Linked DNA regions of Muntiacus reevesi: regions 1 and 2 are each linked to region 3. The links are chromatin contacts, called in public Hi-C maps. All regions are on one chromosome and are shown on one strand. Each heading gives the region's core, a stretch centred on a gene start, on an enhancer-like site or on the middle of the called end of the contact. The rest is flanking DNA. Distances are from core to core; before and after follow the strand shown.

Region 1 (3,927 bases), core at 245-2,744, 160 kb before region 3:
AAAACACATTCACAGTTCTTACAAGAATAAAGTACACAATGAAATATAACATTGTAAATTTCATTAATACTTCACGAAAATATCCATATGTCATATATCAGATGAAAATTTAAAAAGGAAAAGAAACAATGTCTTACATCTTTAGCACAGCATTCCGGTCCGCCAGCGCCCACCCCTTTTCCTGCCTTGGTTCTTGTGTTGATTTGATGACAAAACTCACCTTCAGTTAATAACAATAATATAATAATGCTCTGCATGTTTCACACATGACATGCCTTGTCTCAGTCATTTCATCGAATCTTACAACCTCCCCATCTTCCAGATGAGTACACTGAATTTGACTCAGAGAACACGTTCTAAGCCACTGAACTCGGTTCAAATCGCGCTGGCAGCCAAATGCTCAGGTCTGGCCCGGCAAGAAAGGCTGCTATGTGTTCGTGGCGCCGCCTGGAGGCCCGACGGGGAACGTGGCAAAGAACCTAGAAAAGGAACATTTGGGGCTTCTCTGGTGGCTCAGTAGTGGTAAAGAATCGGCCTGGCGATGCAGGAAACACGAGTTCAATACCTGGTCGCGAAGGATCCCACATGCCCCGGAGCAACTAAGCCTGTGAGCCAAAACTATTGAGCGTGTGCTCTAGACCCCAGAGGCCGCAAATACTGAGTCCAGGTACCCAACTACTGAAGCCCACTTGCCTAGAGCTCCGTGCTCGGCAAAAAAACCACTGCATTTAGAAACCCATGGCCCCAAACTAGAGAAAAGCTAGTGCACCAAGGAAGAACTAACCTAAATAAACAAATAAATGAATAAAATTATTATTATCTTATTTATTTTTTATTTATTCATTTGTTTGGCTGCACCAGGTCTCAGTTGCAGCATGTGGGATCTAGTTCCCTGACCAGGTATCGAACCTGGGCCCCCTGCATTGGGAGCTCAGAGTCTTAACCACAGGGCCATCAGGGAAGTCCCTAAAATTATTTTTTAAAATGAGCATTTGGATTTCTATTGTGAGGGGGGACGAGAGAGCAAGCTAGGATCTGCGGAGTTCCCACTGTGCTCTCCGAGAACTCGGGCTGTATGAGACGCGACATTTTGGCCAAGGAGATGAGGGAGACACATCCCTAACCTGAGGCATTGAACGGGGACATACCCTGGGGATCTATCCGCCAGGTCCTATCCTGAGGGCTTTCTGCGGGAGATAAAGCCCTGCATTTAAACAAACAAAAATCCACGTTCCTGCAGAAACCGCAGCTTAGAGTCTTCGGGGCCCCAATGGGGCGGGACCTAGAGGGCGTGGCCGACATAAAAGCGTAACAACTATTGGCCCTTTTCCCTTTAGTGCCCGCCCCAGAACTTTTTTTTTTCATACTTAACAGCTCATTGGCTGAATGAGGAGCGTGTCCTTTGAGTAGGGAGGTTTCATTGGCTGGATTTCCTCAGGCTCTTTGGGGGCGGGACCGAAGGAGGGGCGGGGTTTCTCACTGTGGGCTTGCACTCGCGGAGTTGCCGAGAGTTCTTAGGCCTGCAGAGAAAATTGGGGTTTGGGGGTTAGTCTTGGGGCGGAGGTACGGGCACGCTGAGGCGATCGAGGTCCTCAATCTTGCATGCCCCGCTTTCCTACGCCGAAAACAAGTCCAGCAGGCGGTGTCGCGGGAGTGACGTCATCTCGAGGCGTCTCGAGACTCCAGAGGAAGCCTTGACCTCTCTAAGCGTGGAGAGCTTTCGCGAAGATGCTGCAGCTAGTCCGGGCGGGGGCCCGGGCCTGGCTTCGGCCTAGGGGCTGCCGGGTGAGGCCGGGGACGGAGGGCGGGGTCGGAGGATAAAAGTTGGAGGGCCCCGGGGTTTCTCTCTCATTCCCGCCCACCGTTTACAGGGCCTGAACGCGCTGGCAGAAGAGGCAGTGCAGCCGGCAGAGAAACCAGAACCCTTGGCGAGCACAGGTGAGGTTACTGGTCACCCCAGGAAGGGTGGCGACTGGGAACTCTGACCCTTACTCCTGACTTCCCAATCGTTCCAGGTCCCCAGGCACCTGTGCTGCGCAGGTGCGAGCTCCCGGTACCCCTGCACCGGCGTCCCGTGCAGGCCTGGGTTGAATCTCTGCGGGGCTATGAGCAGGAGCGCGTGGGTCTGACCGAGCTTCACCCAGACGTTTTCTCCACGGCGCCCAGGTTAGTGGGAGCTGAAATGGTGAACTGGGTGGCCGAGGGACGAGGATCGGGGGTTTAGGAATCAGGATGACCTGGGTTCGAGCCTCATTTTCTCCAGCTGTCAAAAGGGAATGATGGTTTTTCTTGCTTCAGAGTTGTGTGAAGGCGAGGGTTGAGAGGTAACGTTCTTTGTGGGTTAAGGGCACAGGACTCTATCCCGAGTGACTGGATTGGAATCCTACCTTCTCCCTGTGCTTCAATGTCTCCATTCTGTCAAACCTCAAGAAATTAAATGAGATAATTCTGGCCCATAATATGGTCTATAGAAATGTTGAGTATTGTTGCTGTTATTGGTTTTTGCAAAAATGGGCACTAACAGTGGTTAAGTCCTTACTGTGTGTCTGGCACAGCCTGTTTGCATTTTGATTTTATTTTCATTTTTTTTGACCATGTGGCTTGTGGGCTCTTAGTTCACTGACCAGGGAGTGAGCCCAGGCTCTCCATAGTGAAAGTGCAAAGTCCTAACCATTGGGCTACCAGGGAATTCCTTTTTATTATTATTTTTTTTCTTTTTATTATTTTTTTATTCTTTATTTTGTAGCTAAAGAAACAGCGCAGTCAAGTTAAGAAATCTGCCTATGGTCACATAGCTTGTAAACTATATACTCAACAGTATATGGGCCAACTCCCAGGACTAAGTTTTCACTTGCAAAGGAGTTTGATGTCTCATGTCTACTGTGTCTGGCAGATAGTAACTGCTGTTGATTTATTACTATAATGTTTGTATGGTTTGTCCCCTGTTTTACAGAATCCCAATCTGCTAAGGGGTGAGCAAAGAAAAAAAATTTAAAAACAATGTATTTTGGGACTTCCCTGGTGGTTAAGACTCTGAGCTCCCACTGCAGGGGGCATGGGTTCCATCACTGGTTGGGGAAATAAGATTGCATATGCTGTGAGGTAAAAAAAAAAAAAGAGAGAAAGCATTTTATTTATTCTGTAAATACTTAGGAAGTGCTTACCAGGTGCCCAGTTCCATTCTGGGTGTCAGGGATATAGCAGTGAATGAGCACTGAGGTTGCTGATGCTGCTCCCAGTCTAGAGCTGGGACAGCAAACTTCTGTAAAGAGCCAGGGAGTACATATTATAGGCTTTGAAGGCTGTAATGTCTCCATGGTAACTACTCATCTTTGCTGATGCAGTACAAAAGCAGCTGTACACAATGAGTAAGTGGATGAGCATGACTGTGTTCTAGTCAAGCATATTTACAAAAACAGGCAGCAGGCCAGACTTGGCCTTTCTAATCATAAAAATGCATCATTCGAAATGCCGGGCTGGATGAAGGACAAGCTGGAATCAAGATTGCCGGGAGAAATATCAATAACCTCAGATATGCAGATGACACCACCCTTATGGCAGAAAGCAAAGAATAACTAAAGAGCCTCCTGATGAAAGTGAAAGAGGAGAGTGAAAAAGTTGGCTTAAAACTCAACATTCAGAAAACTAAGATCATGGCATCCAGTCCCATTACTTCATGTTAAATAAATGGGGAAACAGTGAGAGACTTTTTTGGGGGCTCCAAAATCACTGCAGATGGTGACTGCAGCCATGAAATGAAAAGACGCTTGCTTCTTAGAAGAAAAGCTATGACCAACCTAGACAGCATGTTAAAAGTACAGACATTACTTTACCAACAAAGGTCCATCTAGTCAGAGCTATGGTTTTTTCAGTAGTCATGTATAGATGTGAGAGTTGGACTACAAAGAAAGCTGAGCGCTGAAGAAT
Region 2 (3,996 bases), core at 1,447-3,946, 140 kb after region 3:
CCTGGGACTGCAGTCCCCGCCCACGAGCCGCGCCTCTGCGGGCAAGGCTGCAGCCACCGCCCATCCCACTCCCCCACCCTCGGGGCTCCCGGCACCCAGCTGACATCTGGGGGCCCTTTCTCCACTCGCGGTTTCCTGCCTCCCTTCCGTTCCGACAGCGTAAACCGCTGCCCCACCCAGCTCACTCACCCCTGGCGCCCTGGGAATTACCACTCTCTCCCCTCCTCCAAAGCATCCACGATCCGCGACCCCCGGGGCCCATCCCCATAAACATCCTGGACACGCGACTCTCCATCGCGGCCTCAAAAATGACAAGCCACCCGCGCTGTGGTCATGCACAAGTCTTAATTTAATGGGTAAAAACATTAAATTACACACACAACAATATTTTCCATAAAGCTTAATAAATAGACTTCTTTTTTAAACGCTGTACAAGGGACTGGAAATGAAGCTTTCAACAAAATATGAATGAACTCATACTCCCCTTTTATCGATTTGGAACACTCCCCCCTCCCCCATGCCGGAAAGCAGTGTGCACACTTGAGGTCTCTCTCTGTAAGCCGGCCAAGGTCGACAGGTTCCAAGAGCCATGGAAGAGATGACCTCACTCGAGGGTTGGGGTTTTAAACGCTCTGCCCTTGGGACTCTAGGCGTGTAGGAAACTGAACCGTTTAGGTGGCTGTTGCCTGTAGGAGCCCTTCTCTGCCCAACACACCGAAAGGGGTGAGAAAAAAAAAAAAACGAGAAATGCACGTCAAACACACACACCCCAGAAATCAACACCAACAAGCCACAAACCGGTGCCCCTCGGCAGCGGGCAGGAGGAGCCAAGGGAGAAAGTGTTTCTTCCCTCTTCTGACACAGAACTCAGTTGGGTCCTGCTGCCGGAGTGGGTGGCCCCAGGTCACAGAGGTGCCACCGTGTGCCGCTGCAGTATGTCCATGAGCTCTTGGGCCCCTCGCCCCCGTGCCAGCTCTAGGGGTGTGAGCCCCCTGGCGTCCCTGTGATGGAGATCAGACTCGGCAGCCAGGAAGCTGACCACAGGGGTGTGGCCCTCGCTCACTGCCAGGTGGATGGGGAGCGCCCCTGTGCCATCGGGTGCGTTGACATCAGCACCGTGCTCCACCAGAACTTTTAGGGTGTCGAGGAATCCAGTGCGGGCTGCATCGTGGGCCGGAGTGGTGCCTGAGGCGTCCTGGACATTGGGGCTGGCGCCTTGCTTCAGGAGTTCCAGGGCAATGGTGGGACTGCCAAACATCATGACCTGGTGGGGGGATGGGGGGGTAGAGAAGGGTCAGGGAGTCTCCAAAGGAGGAAGTCCAGGGAAACGGGTGACTGGAGAGAGAGGTCATTCAGGAGTTGACAATGCCAGATATAAGGTTCTCAAGAGAAGGAGAAACTCGAGGGAACATCAACTTCCAGGCAGCTGTTGAGACCCCAGAGAACAAGATCTCCTGGGAATAAGGACCTTCAAAAAAGTGGTCACCCCCCGCTTGGCTATAGCCCCCATGGAAAATTTCAAGGAACCTAAGACCATCCCCCAAGGAACCAGAGACACTTCTCCCCACAGATGGGAAATCATCAGGAAATATGAACCCCACCAGGAAACAGACCTCAGAGAACAGTCCCCTCCAGGAAAAGGAGATGGCCAGGGAATTTAAAACCCCTTCTCCAAGGAATTTCCCCCTCCATAGTAGGGATCTTCTCTGATGAAATGGGATTCCTCTTTTGTAAATGTCCCCAAGGGAACAGGGGCTCCCATGTAATCTGTGACTATTCCCTTATTGGTATCCCCCCTCCCATAGGCCAATATGAAAACCCCGCAGGAATAGATTCTCCCCCACAAGAAACTGGATACCTCTCAGAGAACCCCCAGAAAATGGGTACACCTTGGAAACAGGAATCCTTCCTTCCTACGGTCGGATCGTCCATAGATGCTCCAAGACATTGGAGCCGCCCTCATGAAACTAGGATCCAAAGAAGCTGAACTCTCACTCAGGGAATAAGAACTTCTCCAGGGAAACTGAATCCATCGCAATCAGAGAACAAGGAATCCTCCAAAGATGGAAAGCTCTCCCCTCCCCCAACCTAACCCCATCCACCACCCACCTAAGAAAGGGGACATCAGGGAGCCAAGTCAGCCCAGAGATGCAGGAACAGACCTCAGTCGGCTACCAACGGGAACAAGGAGAGAAGAGGGAAGGGGTCTGCGGGCCGGCCCGGGCTCACCTGCAGCGCCGTCTTGCCAAAGCGATTCAGAACGTCTGGGTGCACCAGCTCGCGGTGCAGAAGGCGGCGCACCTCCTGCACGTCTCCTCGGGCCGCCGCCCCGCTCAGCCGGTCGCCGGCGTGGACCTCTTCCAGCAGCATGTCGACCCTGGCGGCCTGTGAAGCCCCCCGCCCCACCCCGCGGCGGTCAGTGCGGGGGAGCACACGGCGCTGGCCCAGACAGCCCCCCCGCAGCGTCCCCGGCCTGCAACGAGGCTCCGGGTCGGATTCTCCTGTACGGGTCTCCGGCGCGACCCCCGCCCTCCCGGCCGGCTCCTCCCCCTGTCACCCGGTGGGTAGAGAGGGACTGAGAGCCCGGGCCCAACCCTCCGCTAGCCCGCAGGGCCCTGCCCGGCGCCCGCCCCTTGGGGGCCGGGTCTCCCCCCAACTCACCCTCCCTCCTCCTCGACGGGCGGGGTCTGTTCTGAGCCAGCGTCTCCGCCGCTGTGGAGCAGGCCGCTAGGGGGCGGAGCCAGAGCTCTCGCGGCCCCGCCCCCAAACGCCGCTGATTTGTTTTCTTATGAACTTGCTACGTTGTAGCCCAGCCGAGTTGCCCGGCTCCCGACCCTGTAGTGCTCCGCCCTCCTGGCCAGCGCAGCCAATGGCCACGCGTCGCCAGGGAGGCTTTGGGCGCCGGCGTGGGCGGGCCCGCTCCTGATTGGACGAACTGCGGCGACCGGTGGACCGCGGACAATGGCGGGGTTTTCGGTTTTTCAAAAGCGACCGGCGGGCGGGAAAGAGGGCCCGTTTAACTGACCCAGGGGAGAAAGGTCAGGAGCAGGGTAGCGCGGGCTGCTCCGGGACCTCGGCACCTCCGAGGGAAAGGGAGGCAGGGCTGGGACCGTCCAGCTTGGAGTTATGCGGTGCGATATTTGTTAGTTCTTACTGTGCAGAGCGCTTTATTTCATTCATTCACTGGGTGCCGAAGCCGTTCCTGGCGCTGGGGGGCCTGCATTCGAGCTACTAAGTAATTTTAGTGTTAAGCACCGTGAGCAAAATAAAGCATGGATATGGGGTGAGTGAGAAAGGAATCACGTTTGGCTCGGATTGCGCCAGCCCTGGCACAGCAAATGCAAGGGCGTGGAAGAAAGTTTATTCTCCAGCTGCCACGTGGGTGAGCCTGAGAGGCGAGAGTCACGTCGGAGGCCCTTAACAGAGGCCTTCAACAGCGGGGCCTTCACACATTTACTGACCCCCTACTGTGTACTAGGCATTCCATTGGAGAGCAAGCCGGGTGCCTCCTGGCTGCTGGATGCTTACCTTTTAGAGTTGGAGACGACAATAAATATTTTCAGAGTGGTAAACACTGTGGAGCTGACAAAACGAGATAAATAATAGTGTCTTGGGAAAAGAAGGCTTTGAAATAGAGAGGTCGGGGATGGCCGCCCTGAGAAGGTGACATTTGATTTGAGAACTGAAGGTGAGGGAAGGAGCCATGTGGCTCTCGGGAAAAACATACCAGATGGAGGTGCTACAGATTCAAAGGCCGAGGTGGAAACATGTCTAGTAAGTCCAGGAAGAGTGAGGTATAAAGGGAGAGAAGGGGGAGGAGGTGAGAGCTGAACAGGCTTGTGGGCTGCGGTGAGCACTTTTACTTTTGAAAAAGAATGGGGAATTTCCCTGGCGGTCCAGTGGTTAAGACTCCACGCATCCGCTGCAGGGGGGTCCAGTTCAGTCCCTGGTCGGGAACTACAGTCCCGGATGCTGCCCAGAACGACAAAAATCAGA
Region 3 (3,523 bases), core at 186-2,685:
GGTTCCTTGTAACAGCAGTGTCATTGTGGGTGTCTGAGAACAGCAGACCAAGTTTGGGTCAGAAGGGAGATGGGGTGGGTTTGGGTTCTGGACTTGGGTTTGAATGAGGCATTCTGAAGCTGGCAAAAGTTCCCACTGGAAGTCTGTCTTGGGGGTGGGCGGGGACTGGGTATGCAGTACCAAGGAGGGGCAGGGGTTCTGGCTGGGCAGGAAGCCACGTGGGTACGGTTTCCTGATGTAATGGGAAATTGGGTCTAACCATACCAGAGGTTGAAGGAGAGCCTCCGGAATTGGAGGCTCCATCAGGGTGGAGGTGGTAGTTCATTCTGAATAGGACCCAGGTTTCAAAATTCCAGGCCTAGATGAGACTGAGGGCCCTGGGGGGAGGGGGTTGGGGGGGGGGGATACCAATCTTTGTTCTATGGGAGGGGTCCTGGATGTGGGTTGGAGTCCCAAGCCAGGAATAGAAATCTCAGGGGAAGACAGAGTTGTTTTATTCAGAGGAGTAACACTTCTGGATTTGAACCATAAGGATCCAGAGAAGCAGGTCGCAGAATAGCCTTAAATTATTGGGAACTCTAGGGTTTTGGAGGGCTTCCAGATGGGGCCAGTGGTAAAGAACCTGCCTGCCAATGCAGGAGACATAAAAGAAGCGGGTTCGATCCCTGGATCGAGAAGATCCCCCGGAGAAGAAAATGGTAACCGACTCCAGTATTCTTGCCTGGAGAATCCCAAGGACAGAGAAGCCTGGTGGGCTACAGTCCACGGGGTCACAAAGAGTTGGACACGACTGAGCGACTGCGCACAGGGGTTAGGTAGGGCCATGGAATAGCCAAGATCTCAACTGGGTACCCGAGTAGGTTCAGGATCCAGATTCTGAGGTAGAAATCTGGGTGTAAATGGAAGATCCCAAGCAGGATTAGGAGGCACGTCAAAAGCTTGCCTTGGCAGTCTAAACTCTAAAAAGATGACGTACACGTCAACCTGGAGTTTCAAGAAATTGGAAGGGGGTGGGGGTGGGGGCGCCGGCATCCCGGGCAAAGAACTCAGGGGTCCCGGCAATTCTATGGCCCCGGAATTGAATCGAGGAACCCTGGGCTATTCGGAAAGCCCAGGCTGCAGGGGGCAACCCCAGATATCAATGGCTGGGCCCCCCGGCAGTATCAGGGGTCAGAACTCTAAAGTGGAGTCCCGGGAGTGGGGGAAGGGGTTGGGCGCGCGCGCTCTACCTGGTGCCGCCAGCGGAAGAGGCTAGCGGTGTCGATGTTGGGGTGCGTCTCGTCTTCATCGTCAGACACCTCGATGTGGTCCCACACGCTGTAGTCCACCATCTTGCCTCGGGGCCCAGCCCTCCCGGGCTCTGGTGGCAGCAGCGGCGGCGAAGGCGGCGGCAGCACTGAGACTCAGCCCGCGCAGCCCCGCCCCTTCCGCTTCCGCCCGGGCGCGCACGCCCCGCCCGCGCGTGACGTCACATCCCTAGTAACCGCTGCAGCGGCACTGGCTACCGAGTTCTTAAAGAGCCCTGAGCACGTGTTCCGGCTCTCGGGAGTCCGCCGAGACCTCATCCCATCGGGTTTCCGAGGTCCGCTAGGCCTCTCCTGGGGATTTACGGTTGGGTTCGCCAACCTCGAGCCCCCCTCATCCCCCGCTAACTCCACGGTGGGCGTTTACGGCAGCCTTGGGGGAGGGGGCAGTTGGAGAGACTGAGAAAGAGGATTGTCCTCTTAGCCACGCCACAGTGACGTCACCCTGAGCCCACTGCTGGGGCTCGGCTTCGGCGAAAAGACCTCGCTCCCGTCTCTTGTGAAGAAGGACTTGACTTTGTGCTGGAGATGGTGCCTGATAGGAAAGGACCTGGGCAGTCCAAGGGGTACAGGCCCTGCTCTGGGAGGGTCTAAGTGAAGGAAGGTTATGGCCCTGCCCACGAGGAGTCGAGACTGGGGTGATGTGGCCCTGCCCTCTCGCCTTCCCCATCTTCTGCCACTTCCTTAGCGGGGATTCGCGCATACACGCCCCCTCTGGAATCACCCGGAGCGCACTTAACGGGCCTCGGGAGCCTGTCCCCTGCGTCCGCTGGGTGTCGCTAGTGTATAACTAGCGGCCAGTGCTGGTGGCCCAGCGCCAGGTGGGGGAGGGATGGGAGAGCTTGGAAGTGCGCTTGCAGGGGGTCTTTCTCCGTCGAGGTACTCTGGGACTCCTCACAGTCCCTCCCCCTTTCGTCTGGGATCCCCTTCCTCGTCCCGGACTCTAAGAACTCCATTACACTGAGCTTGGGCGACCGCAGCCACACACTTTCATATATCCCTACCCACGCTTTGATACCGGGATAAAAGGCTGCGTTGCAGCCTAGGGCCAGGATTATCTCAGATTAAAGGGCGGGGGACAGGGAGAATGGGAGGAGATTCAGCCACTTGTGTGAAGGGCGGCTCTTCCAGACCCCCCCAACCAAGCAGGCGTTTGGGGGGCCGCTGGAGAGAAAGGAGTAAAGGTCTTTAAATGGATGGGGTGTGGGGGATTCCCCGGCCCCGAGAAGGGGTGGGGCCATCCGGACAAAAGCGCCCGCCCGCTGCCGCCCCTCCCCCTCACGGTCCATTCAAACCCGCGAGTAGGCGGGCGGGGGCGGGGGAGTCCCCCTTTCCTCCTCCTCCTCCAACCCTGGCAGTTCAACATCACAGCGGCCGTCAAGGCCCGGGTACGCGCGCGCACGGACCTACATCCCAGCGGGGCTCCCGATCTCACACATACACACACACACACACACACACACACACACACACAACCGGCAAACAAAGGGTCTGGACACCCCGGTCCCCTCCCGCCCCCAGGTCGGAGAGGGCGGGGCATCCCCTCCCCAGCCCCCGTGCAAGGTAAGCTTTGGACTACGACTGCGGCCGGGAGGGGGACCTGGCGCCCAGGAGGGAGGGGCTCTGGGCGGGGAGGGGGGACTTCCATCGCCCCTCAAGAAAGTCAGGGCCCCCCACGTAGCCGGTTGAGGGCTTCAGGCTGGCCTCCAGGCTGAGGGTGTGTAGGCAAGACCCCGAATCGGGATTCCCGGGTAGGCGAGCGGGGGCGGGGGGTGGGGGGAAGGTTGGGGGCAGGGGTGTCTCTACCTAGCTTCGGAGACTGGAGCTTCCTGGCCTCAATGAATCAGGGTCCCAGGAGCCCCAGCTCCCAGAACTGGGGACAGGGCGCCGGAAGCTCCCTCATCAGCGCCAGGCTTTTACTAATCTCCTGCCAACGCAGCGTCTCCACTCCTGGGGACTGAGACAGAGACCCCTGAGTTGCTTCGCACTGTCCCTCGCCCTCCCAACCACCAACCCCCATCAGCGCATCTCCAGCTGGATGTGTGTTATCTGTGGGCTGGGGGTGGGGGGCTGGGAATGCTCCTCTGGCCTCCCAAACTTCCTCTGCTGCATCCCACAGCCACACACTGCTTAGCTGCGGTTGTGGGACTGGGCAAACGGCTTTGCCTTCCTGAGCCTCAATTTCCTCATCTGCAGAGTGGGTTATGACTCACCCAGGA

Evidence for each region. Hi-C and Micro-C count contacts between places; a contact is called where the count stands out from the background.
Region 1: a Hi-C map of blood shows a contact between it and region 3, with 3 times the contacts expected there. The contact joins the promoter of MRPL4 here to the promoter of CDC37 in region 3. A contact is called at or near these places in 2 of 3 Hi-C or Micro-C datasets (blood and muscle).
Region 2: a contact with region 3 is called in a Hi-C map of muscle, with 12 times the contacts expected there. The contact joins the promoter of CDKN2D here to the promoter of CDC37 in region 3. A contact is called at or near these places in 2 of 3 Hi-C or Micro-C datasets (blood and muscle).

The regions. Positions count from the first base shown.
Region 1 is chr1:193,714,899-193,718,825 of mMunRee1.1, forward strand. MRPL4 (mitochondrial ribosomal protein L4) reads left to right here and starts at 1,495. Exons shown (of 9, transcript XM_065917740.1): 1 at 1,495-1,785; 2 at 1,872-1,938; 3 at 2,016-2,166. The coding sequence starts at 1,729.
Region 2 is chr1:194,014,127-194,018,122 of mMunRee1.1, forward strand. CDKN2D (cyclin dependent kinase inhibitor 2D) reads right to left here and starts at 2,697. Exons shown (of 3, transcript XM_065932689.1): 1 at 2,662-2,697; 2 at 2,230-2,385; 3 at 327-1,264. The coding sequence starts at 2,370. The coding sequence ends at 905.
Region 3 is chr1:193,877,689-193,881,211 of mMunRee1.1, forward strand. It overlaps CDC37 (cell division cycle 37, HSP90 cochaperone), which reads right to left and starts at 1,436. Exons shown (of 8, transcript XM_065917756.1): 1 at 1,230-1,436. The coding sequence starts at 1,331.